2 separate regions of the Capra hircus genome follow, and region 1 is linked to region 2. The links are chromatin contacts, called in public Hi-C maps. All regions are on one chromosome and are shown on one strand. Each heading gives the region's core, a stretch centred on a gene start, on an enhancer-like site or on the middle of the called end of the contact. The rest is flanking DNA. Distances are from core to core; before and after follow the strand shown. Region 1 overlaps CCM2L (cerebral cavernous malformations 2 protein-like). Region 2 overlaps DUSP15 (dual specificity protein phosphatase 15).

The links. Hi-C and Micro-C count contacts between places; a contact is called where the count stands out from the background.
Region 1: a contact with region 2 is called in a Hi-C map of blood, with 2.3 times the contacts expected there. The contact joins two enhancer-like sites. A contact is called at or near these places in 2 of 5 Hi-C or Micro-C datasets (both in blood).

The regions. Positions count from the first base shown.
Region 1 is chr13:60,838,672-60,844,675 of ARS1.2, reverse strand. CCM2L (cerebral cavernous malformations 2 protein-like) reads right to left here. Exons shown (of 10, transcript XM_018057689.1): 3 at 5,077-5,160; 4 at 4,801-4,981; 5 at 3,561-4,021; 6 at 992-1,127. Among named protein-coding and RNA genes, the nearest start is that of CCM2L, 7.0 kb to the right of the region's middle. Within about 2 kb of position 3,660, at least 1 of the 5 cell types and tissues checked has an H3K27ac peak or open chromatin away from gene starts, as enhancers often do.
Region 2 is chr13:60,701,686-60,707,792 of ARS1.2, reverse strand. DUSP15 (dual specificity protein phosphatase 15) reads left to right here. Exons shown (of 16, transcript XM_018056866.1): 7 at 251-519; 8 at 3,801-3,811; 9 at 4,056-4,489. Among named protein-coding and RNA genes, the nearest start is that of DUSP15, 11 kb to the left of the region's middle. Within about 2 kb of position 4,227, at least 3 of the 5 cell types and tissues checked have an H3K27ac peak or open chromatin away from gene starts, as enhancers often do.

The DNA.
Region 1 (6,004 bases), core at 2,411-4,910, 140 kb before region 2:
ATTCTCAATAACCACAGTTTCCACAGATGGGAGTGCCTCCAGGGGGAAAGAGCCCACTCCCTGTTGCTGCTGCTGCTGCCGCTGCTGCTAAGTTGTGTCAGTTGTGTCCGACTCTGTGCGACCCCATAGACGGCAGCCCACCAGGCTCCGCCATCCCTGGGATTCTCCAGGCAAGAACACGGAGTGGGTTGCCTTTTCCTTCTCCAATGGAGCTATGCAAACAGGGACCACCCTGAGGGGGCTGTGGCTGAGCAAGTTCACTTTGGGGCCTTGAAGGCAACCTGGAGAGTGAAGCTTTTGCAGATGGAAGCTTTAGAATCAGGTGCACTTGAGTTTGAATCCTGACTCTGTCATTTGCCAGCTGTGTGACCTTGAGACATTTATTGACCTCTCTGAGCCTTAATAGCCTCATCTGTTAAAACTGGATTCATAAAGCCTCAGACAGTTCTTTCATCCATTCAGAAAATACACCTTGAGCATCTGCCCCTGATCCTCCTCTAGGCACAGGCGACACAGTGGCAAACAGGACAGATGAGGTTGCTATGAGGATTACAAAACATGTGGCACGTTGGGTCTGTGCTTGGCACATAGCTGGTGCTCAACAAACCTCTGTTGATTTCATTTTCATTCCAGCCCTTGACAGCACTCAAGGACCAGTCTTGAAATCTTGGTTTTGACCTAGAGTCCTAGCAGGGCTAGACGGCTCAGTAAACAGACAATCCCCCTGGGATGCCAAAATACAAAAGGGAGAGAGAGTTCACCTCTAAAGGGCTTATTATAAAGCTAGGCTTGAGGTCATTATGAAATTGGACATTTTATTTTAGCTATATATTGGGGGTACACTGTAATTGCTGTAGAAGTCAGGACCCCTAAAGGCTTTTGTTGGCCCCAGTCTTGGGACATATCACCCTCTACCCCACGTCTGACCCCCACCTCCTCTGGCCTTTCGGGATGATTCACAGGAAGGTTGGCCAGGAACTGGAATACTCACTGCGGCTACAGAGCCACGGTCGTTCAGGCGTGGATGTGTAGTGGTAACCAGCCCGGTCCACACACTCGATGCTCTGGTCTCCGTAGATGATCTGGAAGACCTGACAGATGAGGGCACAGGACTCCTCGGCAGCATCCTTGTCCAGAGAGGAGGACAGAGCTCAGTCTCTCTTCCGTGATCAAGATGCCCCTGCTTCCTGAAAACGCAGTGTGAGCGGGCACACAGGGGCACACATGCAACTGTGGGCGACTTCAGAGCCACTCTAAGGTCATTTTCCATCAAAATTATATAGCCATGTTCTGGGTGGCTTTTATAGAAATAGCCACTTACTGGTCTTTATAGAATCCTGTGACAACTGTAACTCTTGTGCTCTGAAAAGTATAAACATGTACCCCCAGTTTATGGGAGAATTATGGGCCTTCCTGAAGCTTATGCTAAATTAAATTAAGTTTACATGTAGGAAGCTGAAACCCAGAGACATAAAGCGATTAGCCAGGACTAGAACCCTAGTCTCCTAATACCTAGTAAGAGGAGGAAGAAATACATGTATGAAAATGTTAGGCTCATCATAGTTATTGTGCCATATTTAGATGTGAGCTTCCTGGCACCCAGGGCAAAAATGGAAGCAGGATGAATATATAAACTTCAGTCCCTGATAGAAGGAAGGCATTTAGGTTCTTGGGTAAGACTTTTTTGAGATGGCAAATTTGAAGAGGAATTTGCCTCTTTGGTTTACCTTTTTGAGTAAGAGATATAGAAAGACAACTAATGAAGAGTCCATCTTCATGAAGTCATTTCTTATTTTGTGCTTCTCAAAAAGTCAGCCCAGGGTGTAAGTTAAAATGTAACCTCAGGACAGGCATTTTGGGATGAGGGAGTGAAATTATCATTAAACCAGGATTGATCCTTATAATAACCCTATCAAGTGGACAGAGAAGAGAGGATCCTTATTTTATGAGAGTGGATAAGTGACTCATATAGCAGACTCATGGCTTTGGTTAATATTGGCACCCAGGTTTTTTGACTCTAACTCCTATACCCTTCTTGAGACCACGATGCCTCAGATTGGAGGCCAGAGGCTCAGATACTCCCCGGAAAAAAAAGCCTTATTTATTTACTCATTCTACAAATTATTACTTATTTCCACTGTGTGGCAGGCACCGGGCTGGGTTCTGGAGTCTCAGAGGTGAATTAGGTAAGGCCTAAAGCCCTCCCAGCCTAGTGGAATAAACAGGGCACACTGGTGCCTATGTCTGGAATTGACTTTCTTGGCTCTTTGCCCTGCTGCTTCCTTCTCTCTTCCACATTTCAGTTCAAAAGGCACAAACTCACTTTCCCTCTGAAAAATGGATCTCCTTCCTCCTTATCATTTCAAGTTGCCTGTTTTTTTGTTGGTCCCCATCACAACATATTGTAATATATTACGAACTAATCCATCTACTCAATATATTTATTGAGCAGCTAGGAAATGGCAACTCATTCCAGTATTCTTGCCTGGAGAATCCTGTGGACAGAGGAGCCTGGTGGGCTACAGTCCGTGGGGTTGCAAAGAGTCGAACATGACTGAAGCGACTTAGCATGAACGCACACATATGCCAGGCACTTTTCTAGGTGCCAAGGATAAATGGGAAAGTGTTTCAAGCCCACTCCATAGCCTGAGTTTACTGGTTACTATCCACCTTTCTTTCTAAAGAGGCACCATGTCCATTTTGTTCACCACATGGGATTTATATATAGGGGGAGTTCAAGGCCCTGGGTCAGAGAAAAAGCTTACAAGTCTCAGGGTTTGAAGGTGTCTGCTAGACAGTGAGCTCCCTAAGGGAGGACACTAATTATGTCTTGTTCATTTCTGTATCCATGTCACCTAGACCAATGCCTAGCAGAAGCTGGTACTCAATAAACATGGTCAAATAAATAAAAGCAAGGGTGAATGTGGAGGATAGAGGGTGGGGCAAGATCTGTGGGAAATCTTATGCTTTGGGTGATGACCATTGTTACCAAGAGTACCGGCTCTGAACTTTCGGGTCCTAGTGTTGAAATCACCGCCTGCTTCCTGTGCGACCTTGCACAAGTTGCTTAGCCTCTGTCTGTTTCCTTCTCTGTAGAATAGGAATGATGGTAATATTTGCCTCTAGGGGTTAACCTGAGAACAAAATGATTAATGCTGGTTTCCTGTCTGGCACAGGTCGGGCACTCAATTCGTGCTGGTGATCACTGTCCTCATGATTCTTACTGTGGTAGTGCGGAGACTGACGATTTTGGGGAAAGAGGAGGGCTGGAGGAGGGATTAGATCTAAGTCTGGGCCATTTTGAACTTTCATCCCTCCGGGACAAGTAAGGGGGAGGTGTCTGGGAGCTGGAGGGTAGAAGCCTTTTGCCGTTATGGGCGCACAGTGCCTGAAATCCTGGGGAGTAGGGCCAAAGGAGGGAGATGAAAAGGGACGGGGGGACGCGGGAGTGGGGGCGGAGGGTTGCGGGGGTAGGGGCAGAGGGATGGGGGGCGGGGGCGCGGGGGTGAAGACGTGCCCTGGAGGCAGGGTGCAGGGGCGCAGGGTGCCCTCGGGCTCACCCTGTTGGCCACAGCCAGAATGACCAGGTTGCAGTAGGCGTCGGGGCTGGGGTCCTGCGGGTCTAGCGGGTTGGGGCCCGGGTGGCGCCGCTCCCAGCTGCCACCGCCGCCGCCCGCCTGCCTCCGCTCCCAGCTGCCGCCTGGCTTTCCCGCGCCGCCGCCGCCGCCGGCGTGCCGCCGCTCCCAGCTGCCGCTGAACGTCTGTCGCCGCTCCCAGCTGCCCGACGCCCGCGCCCCGGCGCGCTGGCGCTCCAGGCTGCCGCCGCCGCCGCCCCCGGCCCGGGCCTCTGCGCCTGCGCCGCCGCCCCACGCCATCCGCCAGTCCAGGCTGCAGATGGTGTGGCGCCGCTCGGTGGTGCCCACCCGCCGCTTTTCGGGCGCCACGCCCGGTGGGCCCGGGTCGCGCCCCGCCCCGCCGGGGCTGGCGTCTACGCCGGCTGGCACCGGGTCCACGCCCAGACCTAGGAGAGGTCGGGTGGCCGTCAGAGCAGGAGATCCAGGCTAAGCGCCCCCTCTCCCGACGCCAGCTGGGGGTCCTGACCCGCCGCTGCGGGATGGGGGTTTGGGAGTGAGTCCCCCGGCCCTTGTGCTCAGGCCACACCCCTAGCTTCAAAGTCAGGAGGCCCGACCCCGCCCCACCCTCAGGCTCCACCCCTGGATCTGGCCTTTCCCACCCATCCCACCCCATCCAGACGCCCCTTGCCTCGGACCCTGCCGTCTGATCTGAGTAGTGGTCAGACTATCGCCTCCCTCTTTACTGTTAACTCTGACTCTGTTCTTGGTTTCGGGAACCTCTCCTTGGATCCAAGCTTCCCTTCAGCCCCGCCCCTGGTCTCAGGCCCCGCCCCTAGCTTGGCAGGGTCTCACACCTCCCACCAGGTAGCTCAGCCGCGAGCTCCGCCCCGCAGTGTACGGCTCCGCCCCTAAGTGAGACGCCGCTTCTTGCCCCAGGTACCCTCCTAGCCTCAGAGCTTTGCTACCCATGAATCACGCGTTCAGGCCTCAGGATTCTGGCTTCTCCATCATTTCCGAGATGGTGGGTCAGGCCGCCCTCCTTCAACCCTCAACACTGGGCTCCCACTTCTTGCAAACAGCCATGCCCTATCCCTAGTCTAGGGGTAGTTTGGTCAGGCCTTCCATCACCCCATCCTCCAGCCTCAGGCCCCGCCCCAGCCCCAGGCAGCGCCCGTTTCTAGGTGTCGGGCCGTTCTCTACCCTTTCCCCTCCCCGCCCACCGTACCGGTCTTCAGCACCAGCAGGTGCAGAGCGTCGTCCTGCAGGTAGGAGGCGGCGGCAATCTCGTGCGTGGGTATACGCAAGATAAGCTCCTCGTTGTCGCGCCAGGTGAGCAGCAGGCAGCGGGCCGACAGGCTCAGGATGCTGTCTTGCTCCGCCGTGGTCTTCAGCGGCAGCTCCTTCAGCTGCTGTGGGGTGGGTCGGATCTCCTGAGTCCCAGTGGCCACGGGTGGGAAACGTAGGGGACCAGACCCTGTCCTCCCCTCTCCCGGCGCCTCACCCTGGCCGTGTCCAGCAGCTGCAGGAGCTCGTCCCGGCTGGAGGGGTTCAGTGAGGAGGTGACCCAGGTGAGGTGGCCCAGGAACTGTATAGAAATGGGACGGGGGTAGGGGTGGTGGGAGAAGGGCAGAGAGGTTACCTTGAAGCCGCGGAGGACCCTGACCTCACTGACACCGTAAGGGTAGACTGAGATAGAAATATCTGAATTAATAATAATGGCTTGGTAATAACTGTTATTAAAGCAATCCTAGGACCCATAGTCCTGCGAGTTTTATGTACTCATTCATCCTTACTTTGAGGATGAGAAAACTAAAGCACAGTCAAAATAAATAACCTGCCCAGTATTATCTATAAAAGAAAGGGTGGAGCTGGACTCCACACACCAGAACCCACACTCTCACAGCTAGCTTATTTTTGCTAATATAAGCTTACTTTATGAACATACAGTTCTTTGACTATGGCAGAAGCAAAGGTCACTGTAATAGCTTGAAAGAACGGGCCACTTGTAATTTCCCACTTGGCCTGAGTGGCTCCTGTTCATCCCAAGCACCCGTGTCAACAGGTCACTGGCCTTCTTTATGACCTTGTTGCAGAAATTAAGTGGGAAGGAAAGAATATTGTATCAAGTTAGTATATAATTTTGTCAGAAAAATAAGTAAATAAATCATTCATTCTTACTTATAGCTTAATGTTACTTATAGCTAAATGTCATTAAGTGTAAGAATTAACATTTTTCATTATTTTTTATTTTTATTCTTACAGGTGAATTCTACCAATCATACCATTTCTCTTCTTTTTATTCTCTATAAAGTTTTAGTCCCCAGTTTTTTAAGTGGATTTGTTAGCTTTTTGCTTTATAGGGTTGCCAGATAAAATACAAGATGCCAATTAAATTTGGTTTTCATGTAAACAACTAATTTTTTAGTTTG
Region 2 (6,107 bases), core at 2,978-5,477:
TGGAGGGGTCACTTCAGTAGGTCTGGAAGTTGGAGTGTCAAAGGGGAAGGAAAGGACTCAGGGAGAGGGGAGGGACTCGGAGGGAGAGGGGGCTCACTGAGGTGGGTGGAGACCCCACGGGAAGCTAAGAGGACGTTCAGGAAGGGGAGGGGCTTAGCGAGGTGTGGGGAGCTAGTAAAAGAGCGGAAGCTCTGAGGATGGAGAGGGGACCCGGGCCCGGGCACCGACCCCGCCCCTTTTCCCGGCCCAGCTTCGCCGGCAGCTGGAGGAGCGCTTCGGCGAGAGCCCTTTCCGCGACGAGGAGGAGGTGCGCGCGCTGCTGCCGCTGTGCAAGCGTTGCCGGCAGGGCTCAGCGAGCGCGGCCGCTTCCCCGGCGCCCAACTCCACGGCCTCGGAGGGGACCCTGCAGCGCCTGGTGCCGCGCTCGCCTCGGGAGGCCCACCGGCCGCTGCCGCTGTTGGCGCGCGTCAAGCAGACTTTCTCCTGCCTCCCGCGGTGTCTGTCCCGCAAAGGCAGCAAGTGAGGATCCCGTCCCCGCCGTGGCGCCCCTCGTCCTCCCGACTGGTCCCCCTTCTGGGATCGTCCGGGCTTCTCACGGCCTTCAGGAGGGGCCCAGCGCCCGTGGGAGCCGCGCGGCGGCCTGATCCCTGCCCCTGCCCCTCTGCCCGCCTGGCTTGTCTGCGTCTGCAGTCCGTGTGTCCTCCATCTATGTGTGTGGCTCTGTGTCTGGGCCGGCTTGCTGCAGCCACCTGGTGCCTTAGTCCTTGGGCTGCGGGAGGGTGCACTCGCGCCTCCCCCCCGCCCCGCCGCATTGAAGGCGGCGGGAGTGGGAGTGGGGGAGGGGGAGGGTTGGATGGGCCTGGAGGATATTAAAGAGACACAGAAGCTGCCGGTCTGATCTCGCCTCCCAGTCATTCAGTCATTGAGCTAAGTGGGGGCGCTGTTCCTGACGCCTGCAGGAAAGAATGGGAGGAAGTTTGCATCCCCTTAGGCCTGAGGAGCCTGCCATCTTCCCAGCCCTGCAGTGTGCTGGGCTGAATTCCACTTCGTTTATCCTCACAGCTCTCTCTCCCTGGAGCCCTGGTCTCCAGAAAAGGCCCCCAATTCCTCTTTCTCTTTGAACCCCCTGCCCCCTGGCTGAGCCCCTGCCCTCCCTGAACCCCACCTTTTCCTCCCCATCTCCCTTCCTTTCCCTATCCACAAATCCTAGCTAGTAAAGGTATAGAAGTAGTTACCTCCCTCATGCCAGATTTTTTACTTGAATGAGCTCACTTAATCCTCGGGGAGGAAACAAGTTCAGAGAAGTCAGGCAGCTTGTCCAAGGACACACAGCCAGAGTAGGGGAAGCTGGATGTGACTCTGGACAGTCTGTGTCCAGCTCCTTCTGGTCTTGAAGATTACTGGCCAGGAGGACCCACCCCCGGCTGGTAGGAATGACCCTTCCCACAGAGTTTAAAGGCCAGGGGAGCACTGAGAAGGGAGGGCCTCAGGGCAGCCCAAGAAAGCAGCAGACTGACTGAGGATGAACAATGGTCACCTGAGCTTATGTTTCCTAAACTAAAATTAACTTAGAGTTAAGAGGGATCTGAAATTTCTGTAATCAAATAATCACCTGTACCGGGGTTCTTATGATGCACCAAGACCTGGGGGTGATGGGGGAGGCCCAGATTCCAGGATTTGGGGTGGGAGATGGATGAAATAACCTTCACTTGCTGCCCAACCTCCTTGGCATTCACGCAACAAAAGTTCATTGAGTACCTACTGTGTGCCAGGCCATGAGCTGGGCACTGAAGACACAGCAGTGAGCAAGCTTCTGCACTCATGTTGCTGATATTCTGATGGGAAAGACCCTGGATAAACAGATAAACCAAAGAAAAACTACTTTTGGTAGTGAGGGAGGGAGCTGCTTTGCTGTGTGGGTGGAAGCATTTCAGGCAGAGGGTACAGTACCTGAAGAGGTCTGAGTTAGGAGGGTGTATGGAGAGCGGGGTGGTAGGACTCACCAGAGTGCAGGAGCCTGTGGTCCTCCTGGCTGGTTAGTGGTGCCACCACCCGCCGGGTTTAAAACATCTTTGCGTTTCTGTTGGTGTCGCTCCCTATTTAAAAGCCCCCATCACCCTCTGGGCTTCCCTGGTGGCTCAGAGGTGGAGATACAGGTTGGACATCTGGGTTGGGAACATCCCCTGAAGGACAGCATGACAACCCACTCCAATATTCTTGCTAGCAAATTCTTGCTAAGAAGAACCTGGTGGGCTGCAGTCCTTGGGGTCACAAAGAGTCGGACACGACTGAAACGACTGAGCACACACAATTATCTCTGTCATCTCTAGGAGACAACAAAACCCCTTGATAGGATATTCCAGGTCCTTCATGATGCTCCCCACCCCCCTCTTCATTACCTTCACCACACTCTGGCTCAGCAACCGCAATAATATTATCACTCATTTATTGAGCACTCTCTGGGGGTCAGGCAATGTGCTGGACACTGGACCTGCATCTCATGGAATCTCCAAGTGGACCTATGAAGTAGGCTTTGCTATTTGATAGATGAAGAAACTGACTGTCTTGGTGCTAGAGATAGTCAGCTAGCAAGTTGGGCGGGGGGGGGGGTGGGCATTGCTGGGATTGGAATCCAGGCAGTCAGGCTGTGGACCCCATCCTCCTCGTTACTATGACTCTGCCCCCTGCACTGAAAAAAACGAAGAGATTGCCTGATACAATCAAGACTCCTGTTTAGATGCATGTATTACTCTTGTATTTAACCATCTGAAATTCTCTGTGCCCCTTTGGAGCCCTGCAGTTCCAAGTTTGAATCCTGGCTGTGACTGTAGAAGGGTCAGAACTGGGTGGCAGCTGCCATATGAAGAGAGAGAGTGGGGAGCATGAAGAAAGCTCCCTGGCAGGTACACACGAGGGACAGTGCCCAGCCTCTGGTCAGTGCTGGCCCCCATCTTGCTCAGTGCTGGCTGCAGGGAGGGCTGGTTTCTCCCTCTCAGAGCCTCAGTTTACCCAGGTACACAGCCAGCGTGGAGCAGTCTGAGCTCCTTGACCTTTTTCGTATCACAGTCCCCCTTTGACAGTTTAATGAAAGATACGTGCGAGCTAAGTCACTTCAGTCATGTCTGACTCTGCGACCCTGTGGGCTTGTAGCCTGCCAAGCTGCTCTGTCCATGGGATTTTACAAGCAAGAATACTGGAGTGGGTTGCTGTGCCCTCCTCCAGGGGATCTTCCCGACCCAGGGATTGAACCCTTGTCTCTTACGACTCCTGCATTGGCAGGTGAATTCTTTACCACTAGTGCCACCCAGAAAAAATACGTAGAGATGAAAAAATTGCATATACTTCTGGTGGGGGGGTCGGGGGGGTATCACAGACCCCACCAGGAATCTATAAACTCTAGGTGCAGCTGTTGGGAGGCAGTGTGGGACACCGTTTAGGCTCTTGGACTCTGGGGGCAGAGTCCCGGATTCAGATACTGGCTCCCCCAGGCACTAACTGGGTGACCTCAGTCTTCTAATGACAAAGTCAGTAATTTTACTCACCTCACATGCTGTTGAGATGTGAGCAATTTAGACACTGCAGGAAAGCCAGATCAAGCATCTCAGGGAGTGGTCAGAAGGGGACTCCCAGTATTTAAGGAAATATTTCTCCAAGGGTGGCTCATGGATCACCTGGATCAGAATCCCACGGGGGACTTGTTTAAAATTCACGTTCCCTGACTTCTTGCCCAGGAAATCTGATTCTGCAGGTCTAGGTTGGAGGCTGGAACTGTGCATTTTAAACCAGTCTCTGCCTCCCAGTTCTGCCAGGAGTTAGTTTGGTAGGTTCTTTGTTTTTCCCACCTCTTCAGTCCTGGTCCTGGAAAGAGACCAAGTTTCCCGGAGGCTGGGAAGAAAGGAAAACAGGTGCAGGGATGGAGCAAGGGACACCCTGGGTGCCCGCCACCCCCGGCCCCCGGTCCCGCTCTAGGGACGGATAGAACCCAGGGCTACTCCGCCCTTACCCTCCAGTGGGTCTTGGCCTCCCAGGGTACTTCAGGCTGCCCGCTGTGTGAGGACTGATGCCCTTCAGGCCAGGCGACACAGGGTGGGGCGAAAGGGCCTCCAGGGAGCAGAAAGGAAAGCGAAACTTCCTACCCAGACTTTCGCTTTCGCCGCCTCCGCGCTGTCCAGGTGGCCCCGGAGCGCGATCCCCTGTCGCCCTGGGGTTCGGTCACCCGCGCGCCCCAGACCTGGTTCCCGGAGCACTGCGTTCCCCTATGGCCGGCGACCCCTGGCGGAGGGACGAAGGGAAGGTCTCCGACAGCAGGCGACCCATGGCGGGGGCCGGGGGTCCCCTGCGCCTCCGAGAATGGCTGGTGGCGCAGATCGAGAGCGGGCGCTATGCGGGGCTGCGCTGGGAGGACGCAGGCAAGACCCTCTTCCGCATCCCCTGGAAGCACGCAGCCAAGCAGGGTTACCAGGTGCGGCAGGACGCTGCGCTCTTCAGGGTAAGGGAGTGGGGGCGGGGGTCCCAAGTTTAGTTCCCGGAGGGCTCTGTATGCACGCGGTCCCAGCGCCTGGGGCGACCTGATGCGCTGTTATCTCGGGCCACTCGCTCAGCCCTTAACCTCCGCTGTCTCTAGGTTGATGATAATGTTTTCTACATATGGGAGACCCTCCCGTGGGTGCCTGCTATGTCGCTTCAGTTGTGTCCAACTCTTCGTCACCCCATGGACTGTAGCCCACCAGGCTCCTCTGTCCATGGGATTCTCCACGCAAGAATACTGGAGTGGGTTGTCATGTCCTCCTCCAGGGGATCTTCCCAGACCCAGGGATCAATGCAGGAGTCTCTTATGTCTCCTACATTGACAGGAGGGTTCTTTACCACTAGCACCACCTGGGAAGCCCACCCTCTTAAAAGCGAATTAGCCAAGGGCTGCATGACTTGCACCGTCCTCACCCTCTAGGGTACTTCACCCTCTTCCTGGGGAAATTAGATACCACTGCCACAGATGGAAATTCCCTCCACTTCCCACCTCTAAACACTTAACCCCAGCAACTTCGGGGCATTTTCTGTGCTTCCCAACACCAGCCCTTCTCAGGGACCTCCTCCAGGAATGCCTTGTCTTTCTTCAGTCACCATTAACTTCCTCTCAAACTGTCTCTTTCCCATCAAGGTTTTAACTCGGATCTCTTCCATGAGCAATAAGCAACCAGCCACATCCCAGAGCACTGCCACCATCCCAAACACCACAGCTACCTCCAGCTCCTGCTTCTCTGGTAGCTCCCCTCTACTTTTACAGGGTATAAAGCATCTAGAAAGGGCCTTCTGGTCATCAACTCCCTCACTCATAGCCCCTCAGCTCCTCCTCTCCCCAGTCTGGCTTCTCTTTCTCCTGCTGATGTCGCTATGTGTCTCTCAGAATGCCATTGCTATCATCTTCTTAGACACCCCCTCCCCCGCCTCAGTTGGTCTACATCTAGTGGTCCCCTCCTCCTCCTTGAAACAGTCTTACTTGGTTCCCAGGATCTCTGTGTGCCCACTCCACTCCCACCCTGACCTGTTCTCCTCCTGCCTTCCGGGCCCCTGCTTCTCAGCCTCCATTCCCTCTCCTCCTCTTTCCGTGTTCGCAGCACTCCCTCCTGGGCCTCCCTCCCAGTGTCCCACTCTCCTTACACAGCCTCAGCGTGGAGCCCAGTGTTTCCCAGCCTCCCCTCCAAGCCCCAAGCCTGCTAGTCCATCACTCCCAGACCTCTCAAACTCAGCACCTCCTCAGGACCACACTTGTCAGCTCCTCGCTGCAAAATTGTTTTTCAAAATGGGAGATGGCATCACCTGCCACCCAGACTGCAGAACCAGGCACCTGAACCCTGGCTGCTCCCCTCTCTTCCAATCTCATTCTAACCCATTACCAAGGTGTTTGGCTCTTTCTGCAGAACTGCTCTTTGGATCTACTTGGATCCATTCCCATCATCTCTCACCAGGACAACTGAGTGCCCTGCTTTCCCGTCCCTTGGCTCTCCCCTTTGTCCTCCAGAGGGATCACTCTAAATGTAAATCTTGCCTCTGCACTCCCCTCCTCAGATTCCTTCCATGGCTTCCTGTTGCTCCTTACCAGGACCTCA